Linked DNA regions of Mus musculus: region 1 is linked to region 2. The links are chromatin contacts, called in public Hi-C maps. All regions are on one chromosome and are shown on one strand. Each heading gives the region's core, a stretch centred on a gene start, on an enhancer-like site or on the middle of the called end of the contact. The rest is flanking DNA. Distances are from core to core; before and after follow the strand shown. Region 1 overlaps Abca9 (ATP-binding cassette, sub-family A (ABC1), member 9). Region 2 has its middle 7.0 kb from the start of 1700023C21Rik.

What was found. Hi-C and Micro-C count contacts between places; a contact is called where the count stands out from the background.
Region 1: a Hi-C map of liver shows a contact between it and region 2, with 4 times the contacts expected there. The contact joins two enhancer-like sites. A contact is called at or near these places in 1 of 15 datasets of contacts at CTCF or cohesin (the NIH/3T3 cell line), 1 of 484 Hi-C or Micro-C datasets (liver) and 1 of 9 other capture datasets (embryonic stem cells).

What each region holds. Positions count from the first base shown.
Region 1 is chr11:110,143,632-110,148,247 of GRCm38.p6, forward strand. It overlaps Abca9 (ATP-binding cassette, sub-family A (ABC1), member 9), which reads right to left. Exons shown (of 39, transcript NM_147220.2): 11 at 3,584-3,642; 12 at 3,277-3,387; 13 at 1,860-2,035; 14 at 1,448-1,567; 15 at 1,112-1,250; 16 at 568-658. Among named protein-coding and RNA genes, the nearest start is that of Abca9, 22 kb to the right of the region's middle. Within about 2 kb of position 2,325, at least 4 of the 459 cell types and tissues checked have an H3K27ac peak or open chromatin away from gene starts, as enhancers often do. A contact at or near this core is called in liver, where this site is marked.
Region 2 is chr11:109,850,607-109,855,175 of GRCm38.p6, forward strand. No RefSeq gene overlaps it. Among named protein-coding and RNA genes, the nearest start is that of 1700023C21Rik, 7.0 kb to the left of the region's middle. Within about 2 kb of position 1,640, at least 17 of the 459 cell types and tissues checked have an H3K27ac peak or open chromatin away from gene starts, as enhancers often do. A contact at or near this core is called in liver, where this site is marked.

The DNA.
Region 1 (4,616 bases), core at 1,075-3,574, 290 kb after region 2:
ATAGACTTGCCGAGAGAACAATGGTAGTACCTTTTAATTGGAGGGAAAGTATTTAACCCACATGTAACAGTGGACAGTGTGGCACTGTAGGTTTGATGAGCTTAAGAAATCAAAGAAAGTAATAGTGGTGTCTATTGAATCTCCAGGATGATGTCATTTTAAAAAAAAAAATTAAGATTTTACAGCCATCACGTGATTATCCTGAAATGAAAGAGACCCAAGAGGAAGGTGGCAAACATGAAGCCAGGGAGAACCAAGAGTATAGAAATCATCTAGATGAACAGAAATCCACTCTGAGATAAGATGAGAGAAAAGGTCAAAATACCAAGAAGTTACTCTCAGAAGCAATGCATTATGAAAAATATTCTCTTCACACCTACATGAAGACTGATTTTCAGTGTCTATGACACTATGTATCTTATGTTCTTGCTAAGCTCATGTGTAAGTTAGTTCTAACATGTCCATTGGAGCCAACTATATAGATGTAGGTCTATCTTGACCTGATACTGTTGGAACCTATCACCAGTGTGCCTGCCATGTGTCTGTCTCCAGCCCTGAGAGCTGTACCTTAGATGATAGCCAATGCCCCATTTCTTCTTCAGGAACAGAGAAGAGCCCGCACACTTCAGTCTCCCATTGGATATAAACACCTTCCTGTCTAGTTGAGAAGAACCAAAAGTTAAAATTGTATTAGTGGTTTCTTCAGTATTCATAAATGCAAAAATCAAAACCCAGGAACAAAGAATGCTGTAGAAGCATGACGCATACTAACTTTGAGACTTTCTCGGCCCTCTGATAACAGAAATGACGAGTTAGGTTCACTTATTATCTGCATATTTAGGAATGTTAAGCATATATACAGTGTCTTTCAAGCTTACTGACATCTATCCACATGGACTAAACCATGTTTGAGACGACATCACCTCTCTGTGATGGGATCAGACTGCTTCCATAGGACAAAGCATTGGGGACACAGAGATTGAAGCAGATAAGAGATATTCTCCTGTGTTGGTTGTGGCTGTCACTTGTGAGATGTGTCTAAGGGGCCTACTTGTAACCCATGTTAAGTCCTACTTTGTCACTATGAAACTCAAAAGAAAACTATAGTTACCGGCCAGGATATCAGCCTCATCCATGAACTGAGTACTGAAGACAATTACTCTGCCTGCTCTCCTCTCTTTCAGTAGGTTCCATATGCGATGCCTCGAGAGTGGATCCAACCCAGCAGTTGGTTCATCCAGGAGCAAAACCTGAACAGCAGAGAAAACGTTACAGGGCCATTTATTTCTCTGGCGTAAGATGATTCTAGAAAATACTGTAGTTGTAAGAGTATTGGTATTGGTATTCGTATGTAAAAGTTTTCTTAAATGTATCATTTGCAAATTTATCCAATATGTTAGTTTCTGAGTCTCTGATTGGATGTCACGAGTTATTTTTATCCACTTACCTGGGGGTCTCCTAAAATGGCGATCCCAAGAGTCAACTTCCTTTTTTGTCCGCCACTTAAATTCTGAGCAAGAATGTCTTGAATATTTTCCATTTCTAAGTCCTGTAGAACTTGTTGTACCTAACAAAATGAGGAAGAACATTTAGTGTAAAACCCAAGATATTTCTACTTTTAAATGAGACCAAATCTTTCTTTGTAGTCCAGGCTGGCTTGAACTTTAGCAAGACTCCTGCCTCGGCAGGCATGATCCACCATGACTTCCTTACCTTTAAAAAAGTTTTCTACCTTTATAAAGAGCTTCTGGGCCTAACTTTAGAAGATGGAAGTATCCAGACAACACAAGCACATTTAAAACTCTCTAGGCGGCCAATTTCACTTCCACTGTTACAAAACCGTGGACTTGTTCACATACCTCTTGTTCCACTTCATGTGGCAAAATTCCCTTTATCTTGGCAAAAAGCCTGAGGTTTTCTCGCACGGTGAGAAAGCCAAACTGTACGTTGGACTGTGGACAAACTCCAGTGATCGTGAGGACGGCGTCAGAGTCGTCCATCTCTGAAACTGTCTGGTTATAAATGGTGACGGAACCTGTACAGAGGAAGTACAGGATTACCATATGGATGGACAGATGGACAGACAGATGCGGTGTGAATTATGTAAGTTACAGGATTCACTCAAGCAGATTTGCAACACACAGCAGGTGAAGTGTTTGTTATGCAGCAGTTAGGGGAAAAGCCTTGTCTCTAATAAGGTGAAGGCAATATGAAGAGACTTAAAACTTGCATTATAGATGGGAAAGGAGTTCCCAATGCCCCACCTCAAGCTGAGAAGCTAATAGCTTCTAAGAGAGGCAGAATTACTTTGCTTGTGTGTGAAGATCATGGCTATTGGTATGTTGCCTCTGTCCCAGAGGATAAGTACACACACATGTGCGTAAGGGCAAGACTACTTGTATTTATGAGTTACTGTATTTTTTTTAAAGACATGGAGCATAAAGTTGGGAGGGAGAGAGAGAGATTGGGGTGGGACTGGGAGGTGCTGGTGGGCAGAAGTGTGGAATGGATGTGCCCCAGATACACTGTGCACATATACGAAACTTTCAAAAATAAAGAGTTTTTAAGATAAAGAATAATTTAAAACAAAAGGGTAGAGAAGAAATTGAGGAAGGCATCGCAACCTCAACATGTACTCACCCTGGCAGGCTCACCAACACCTACCCATATACTACAGAGAGAGAGACAGAGACGGAGTCAGAGACAGAGAGACACAGAGAGACAGAGACAGAGACAGAGAAAGACAGAGAGACAGAGACTGACAGAGACAAAGAGAGACAGAGAGAGACACAGAGACAGAGAGACAGAGACTGACAGAGACAAAGAGAGGCAGAGAGAGACAGAGAGAGACAGAGAGAGACAGAAACAAAGAGATATAGAGAGACAGGAGAGACAGAGAGGCAGAGACAGAGAGTGCAAAAGAATAGATTCAATGTTCAGAACAATGCCTTATCAAGCAGAAATGTTAATTAATAACTGGATAATTATAAAGCCACTTATATCAAGCACATTTTCACAAATGTATACAATTATGTAAAAATAGCTTAAACTTCTAAAGAAAGTTTTCAATTGCCATACAAAAACATAAAAATAGCACCTACTATTGGGGAAACATGTCATGGAATTCAACACAAAAGCTTTACACAAAACTCCAGGATGATTTTGGTTGTTTTGTTTTGTTTTGTTTTGTCTTAACAACATGATGCACCAAGTTTAAGGGAAAGCACAGACTATTCATTTGCCCTTGAGCTTGTCTTTGAATAAGTGTCCTCTTACCTGTAGTAGGGGGTGACAGTCCACTGAGTGTATTTATCAGGGTGGTTTTCCCAGCTCCACTGTGACCAAGGAGGGCAGTGATCTGGCCTTCATATATGTCAAACCCCAGACCTGACATGATTGCAGAGATATTACACTCAGTACTTGCATAACCATTTTATAGTCTCCACAGCTTACAGTTTCTCACTGCATATATGCGTGTGAGTACTAATCTTCAAAAACAAGAGCAACCTTAAAATGTGTCTACAATCGCTCATCTTCATTCTCTAACTCACACACCCACATTAAATGCAATCCTATTTCATACCTCTCAAGGCTTCTACTTTCCCATGCTTTCCAGAATATTCTTTTTTAAGATTTTTGATCCTGTAGAAAAGAAAAAAAAAGTTTGGAGGAAATTGCAGCAATTGGGGGAGGCCTGATGAAACTTAGAGGGTTTTGTTTTTGTTTTTTTGGTTTTCTTTTTGTTTTGCACAGGCACTGTCAGAAGCATCCCGGGCATCCCATGAGAGGCAGCATCTCTGCCCACTGTACCCCAACAGAACATAAACAGAGGGAGTAGCCAGTGTGTGGATACAAGCAGCCATGTGTACAGACGGTGACAGATGACTGAAGAGGAAAGTTGGAGATGAAATCCTTGGTGGAAGATCCCACATCAGATCAAACGGACTTGTGCTTTGGAGTCAAGACACTCGGAGTGAGGTCCCATCTGTGTCATTTACACGGAGCTCCTGTGCAAGTATGCAAGTCACAGAGTCCATGTCTTTGGTAATAAAGCAAGGATGGCAACACTAATTACAGCGTAAGGTTGGTTCCTAAGAAAAGGAAGAGTTGCATAATCCAGGATGCTTGAAGTTTCCAAAGAAGAGGAAAAGAGAATGAAATGATGAGACCTGTTTTAAAAGCCCACAGACGTGACGCATGGTGACGCATGCCCATGATCACAGCACTCAGAACACAGGCAGGAAGTGTCGAAGTCTAAGGCCAGCCTGGGATACATCTTGTGTTCCAGGCCAGACTGACTTATAAAATAATGCTCTGTCTTAAAGAAAAAAAAAAAGCACACAGACTTTTAATGAGTTGAAGTTCTATTATGCTGTAGAGGTTGCACAGTCTACCTGAATTAATTCCCTATAATATCAAAACAAAACATCAGGTGAGCTATATTCAAAATTTGAGCAAAGATAAGGATCTTTGGGATGTGTAGCTCTTTGGAAGTCAAAGCGTTGACAATAGCACAGGTATGGCTTCATGGAAGGCAATGCTGGGCATAGTGCCTTGCGGTCTCGCCATGCAGAGCTTCAGTGCCTTGTGGTCTCATGATGCAAGGCTTTAGTGCT
Region 2 (4,569 bases), core at 390-2,889:
GTAGCAGCCACCTAAACACACTGGCGGTCACACTCACGCATCTCTCCTCAATCCTGCATCCCAGGGGCAAGGAGATAAACGAAGAAACTGTTTTCTCTAATTCTTCAGGGATTCCTAAACTTGACTTTATCCAGATAAACCCTGTCTTCCCTCCCCTCCTCTTCCCTCCTGAAGTGGAAATTTCTGGTTTTGTTAACAAGTCAGTTGTGTCACATCATGTTTTTCCAGAAGCTGTCTTGTGAGAGGGTATGTGATGTCTTGCTGGAAACAGACACTTGAGAGGGTGTGTGATGGTTAGAAAGAATACAAATGGAACCCGCCATCAGCAGGAGGAAGCTCTTGCATTGATGTACCATCAACGTTTCACTTCTTTGCTGGTCTTGTTTCTTGCTTCTTAGCCTTTTCACTGGTCTTTGCTGGCCTTGCTGCTTTGCTTCTTCAGTGGTCTTCTCTGATCTTCCCTGGTCTTCATTGGTGTCGATTCTGGCTTCTTCACTTCTTCCCTGGTGTTCCCTAGTCTTTGCTGGTCTTCCCTGGTCTTCCTGTGTTTTTGCTGGTCTTTACTTCATAGAGAGAAATGCACCAAAGAACTTCTTGTGTTGTTATGGTTAATTCTGGCCACTTCCACTGACTCCTGCCAATTGGATTTGGCGGATCCTTGCTGTTTCTGCTGGATCATACCACTACTATTGATTCATGTTTGGTGTTTGCTATTGAACTGGACCGCTGGTATCCTGACAACAAAGAGTAGAATCGCCCCCAAGGAACTATTTTTAAACAGGTCCACAACTCCCTTTTCCTATTATCCTTCTTTTCCCCCTACTTCTGGTCTGTGGTAGGTTAGGCCATACCTACTAATAGTGCCACTCCCTGGACCAAGCATATACAACACCCCACCCCACCCCACAGTTGGTGTATTCATTTTTATTATTTTATTGGGTTCTTATACCTCTACTTCCCCAACCCCTTTTCTATCCCAATCCCTTCCAGTTCCCAAACACTAGGTAGGTGAGAACGAAGGTTAGAGCAGAAGGGGGGCATAGACCTCTGTAGGCTACGTCCTGCTGATTGTGGTCATTGTATTTCTTGGGACAAGTCCACTCTTCATTGTTAAAATATCCAGCAACCTAGCAATAGCAAACACAGTGAGGGCAGCACCTGGAGGGGCATCCGCGGGGGCAGCAGCCACTGCCGAAGACCCTCTCAGGCTCTCTCATTTATATTCTCTCTAGAGTCCCCAGAATTCAACTATCTGCAGCTGGCAAAAATCTTGCCATCACCCCCACCCCCAACACGAGATAATCCTACTTAATGGCTGTGGACAAACTGAAGCAGCCCCATAGTCCACACTTGGGATTAAAACAAAAACATAGTCATACAACTGGGGTTTTTAAAGAAACCCAAACTCTCATTACACACACTTGTGTGTGAGTGCATGTATATATATATATATGTGTGTGTGTGTGCATGTGCCTGCGGAGGTCAGAGGTCAGAGGTCAACCTCAGGTATCATTTGTTCCTGGGAGCTGCTCATCATGTCTGTTTTATTTTTTTTCTTGTTGATGTTTTTGAGACAAGGTCTCTCCCTGGCATGAGCTCTGCCGTAGGCCTGGCCAGCTGGCCCTGATCCAAAGAGGCCTGCCTGTCCCTGACCCAAAGAGGCCTGCCTGTCCCTGACTTCTCAGTGCTGAGATTTAAGCGCATGCCACCACACTGGGAATTTTTTTTACACAGGTTCTAAGGAGTGAGCCCAGGCCCTCATGCTCACCCTTTACCAACTGAGCGATCTCTCCACGTAGCTTTTCTGCTTCCGAACATTTCAGTATTCAGTTCAGAAGCAGGGCTGGGGTGTATGCTGAACAACACTGCCACATTCACAGAAGAAAACAGTCTCCTGTTAGTTTTTCCTTGGACAGAGCAGCCATGTAGCCAGCCTGCAAGATGGCCTCATGTGGCATCTCCCTTCCACTAGTCACCTTTGTGTCTGCTCTCTGTACCCTGACAGTTACACAGTTTTAGGCAGAATATATGGCTTGCAGCCATTGCCAAGTCTCAAGCAACCTATGGAGAGGCCCAAGTGGCAGGGACTAACACCTTCTTTCATCGTCCTGTGCATGAGCTCAGAAACAGATCTGGGCTTGATGACAGACTTCCTGTCTGACAGCTTGGACCTCACGAGTAGCCCTGAGTCAGAAGCACCTAGCTAAGATATTCCAAAATTCCTTGCCATTACAAACCGTGAGGTCACACACACACACACACACACACACACACACACACACACACACACTGTCTAACTAAATGTTCGAGTAATTTGATACACAGCAACAGATAACGCAGGCAGTTTCTCATGCTTCAGATATACATTTTGCCTTTTATAATACGATTTAACCCATTGGCAGTGTTCTGGGGAAAAGGAGGTGCTGTGCTGAACCATTCTAGTCATAGAACAAGATGGCTTGCCTTGGAGCAAGCAGGGCTGAGAGCACGGCCACTGCTGTCTCCAAACAGGGCCATTGTCCCCTCAGAGTGTTTGTCACACACAAGCCCTAGCTGCAGAATAGGGACACCAGGATACCGGTTCAGTTGTGCTGAGCTGTTTCTGATGCAGGACAACACTATCATTGTCTCAAGGCTAGGACATCACTAACTACCGAAAGCCCCAGACACAATTATCACAGGACACCAGGACATTGAGACACCTCCTGAATGAATCCCTAGAAGCTCCCCTCTCATAAAAGGAGCCCCTTGGGATGCTGTGTAGACTCGGCCCCTGAATTCTTCCCTGCTGTGCTGTGTCACTGCATCTAATAAACCATTTCCTCACTCCAATGTCTTTGGTGAATTCATTCCCAGCCCGGGTCCGTCAACCCTATCCGCAGCGTAACACAGCCGAAATGTCTTCATCGCGTCGCTCCAACTCAAAATTCCATGCTTCCTAATGCCTCTCAAGACAATTCATTTAAAAAAAGTTATTCGGAACATTCTTGCCTCTCTGTAACACCTCTTCCTCCTCCTTCGCTGTAATTTCACCTTTTAGTTGGTCTGTTAGGAGAGAGCAGCGGTGGAGGCTGGTGGGTAGCCGAAGCTACAGGGGCTTTGGGAGGGGTGCGTTGGCATTTAGACTAGGCTCCGCCCCATGGTTACCTGGCAACAGCCGGGTGTGACTGACTCACTATAAAAGGGGCTGCTTGGCCTCTTCCTCTCTCTCCTCTCTCTCTTGCCTTCTTGCTCTTGCTCTGTCCTCTTGTCCCTTACCCCCCCCCCTCTCCATTCCCCTCCCCCTCTCTCTCCAAGTGCTCATGACCAGCCTCTACCCTTCTCTCTCTCTCTCTCTCTCTCTCTCTCTCTCTCTCTCTCTCTCTCTCTCAGCTTCGGAATGCCTCAGCATGGGCCCACAGAGGCACTCTCTTCCCCCATACCTTACCTCACCTCCACCAAACATATTTCTTCTCTCCTTATTTCTTTATAAAACACAACAGTGGTGTCCGATTCTGGCAGCTGGGCGATGTTGAACAGGGATTAAACCCCTCAAGGCCTCAGTTTTCTCCTCTGTGGAATGGGGAGAGTAAAGCCAACTTTAAAAGGCGCTGTGTGGAATGAGTGCAATGAATACACGAAGTTCCAAGTGTAGGGTCTGGCAGACACCACACTCTGCTTAGATCAGTTGCATCATCCTCATGATAACAACAGGGGCGGGAGGTCCTCAGTGCTCGTATGACCCAGCCAAGGACATTTCAAACAGCTTGAGAGGACAGGTGCAGAAGAGTAAGCCCGGCTTTCCTGGTCTTCTCCCTCAGAGGAGGAGTGAAGGCTCTTTATACACAGGTGGTGGGAGAGACAGCCACGGAATCATGGGACGCAGGATGAGTAGGGAGGACTCTGATGTGGATCTGATGGATTCTGTGGGCAATACTTTCACATCGTATCCTCGATTCCTACAACTCTCAGCTGTTCAGGGCTTTTTGCTAATGAGAAGACCTTCATGACCCTTCGTGCTGTGTTCATGGGGTCACTGAGCTCTGCCTCTGGTGGCAAAGGCTCAAAGAGGAACACACTTGCAAACCAGGCTGTGTGGATGGCACTCATTCTGCACAGCACCTTCCAGGAGGATGCAAGCAGAGCCAAGTCTTAAGAGATGAGTCCGCTTCATCTAATGGGGCTCAAGTCAATCAAATTAGTTGTATTTTGTCTCCTTAAAATTTCAACAAGTCTCTTTAACTACATGGATCTTGAGGTTTAGAAGCAACCATTAGGTAGGGTTGTCTCTAAATCTTGTTATTATTGGTCCTATATGTTTAATGATTTTTGTTTGGGTTTGGTTGTTTTCTTTTTTCTTTTTTCTTTGTAAAAGATAAAATTAACCATCCCCAAGCATTTTGTTATAGGAAGGAGAGGCTAACTAATGCAGAGAGTTGCAGTTGTCACACATAACCTTAAGCTAAAAGATCATTGTAATCTTATTCACTCTTTCCATACGGAGGAGAACAGTAGTCCAATCATGCTAAGGTGGGGGAGGGGGTAGATTCCTCCTCTGGAGGACGTACTGATTGTCTGTTCTAATAAATT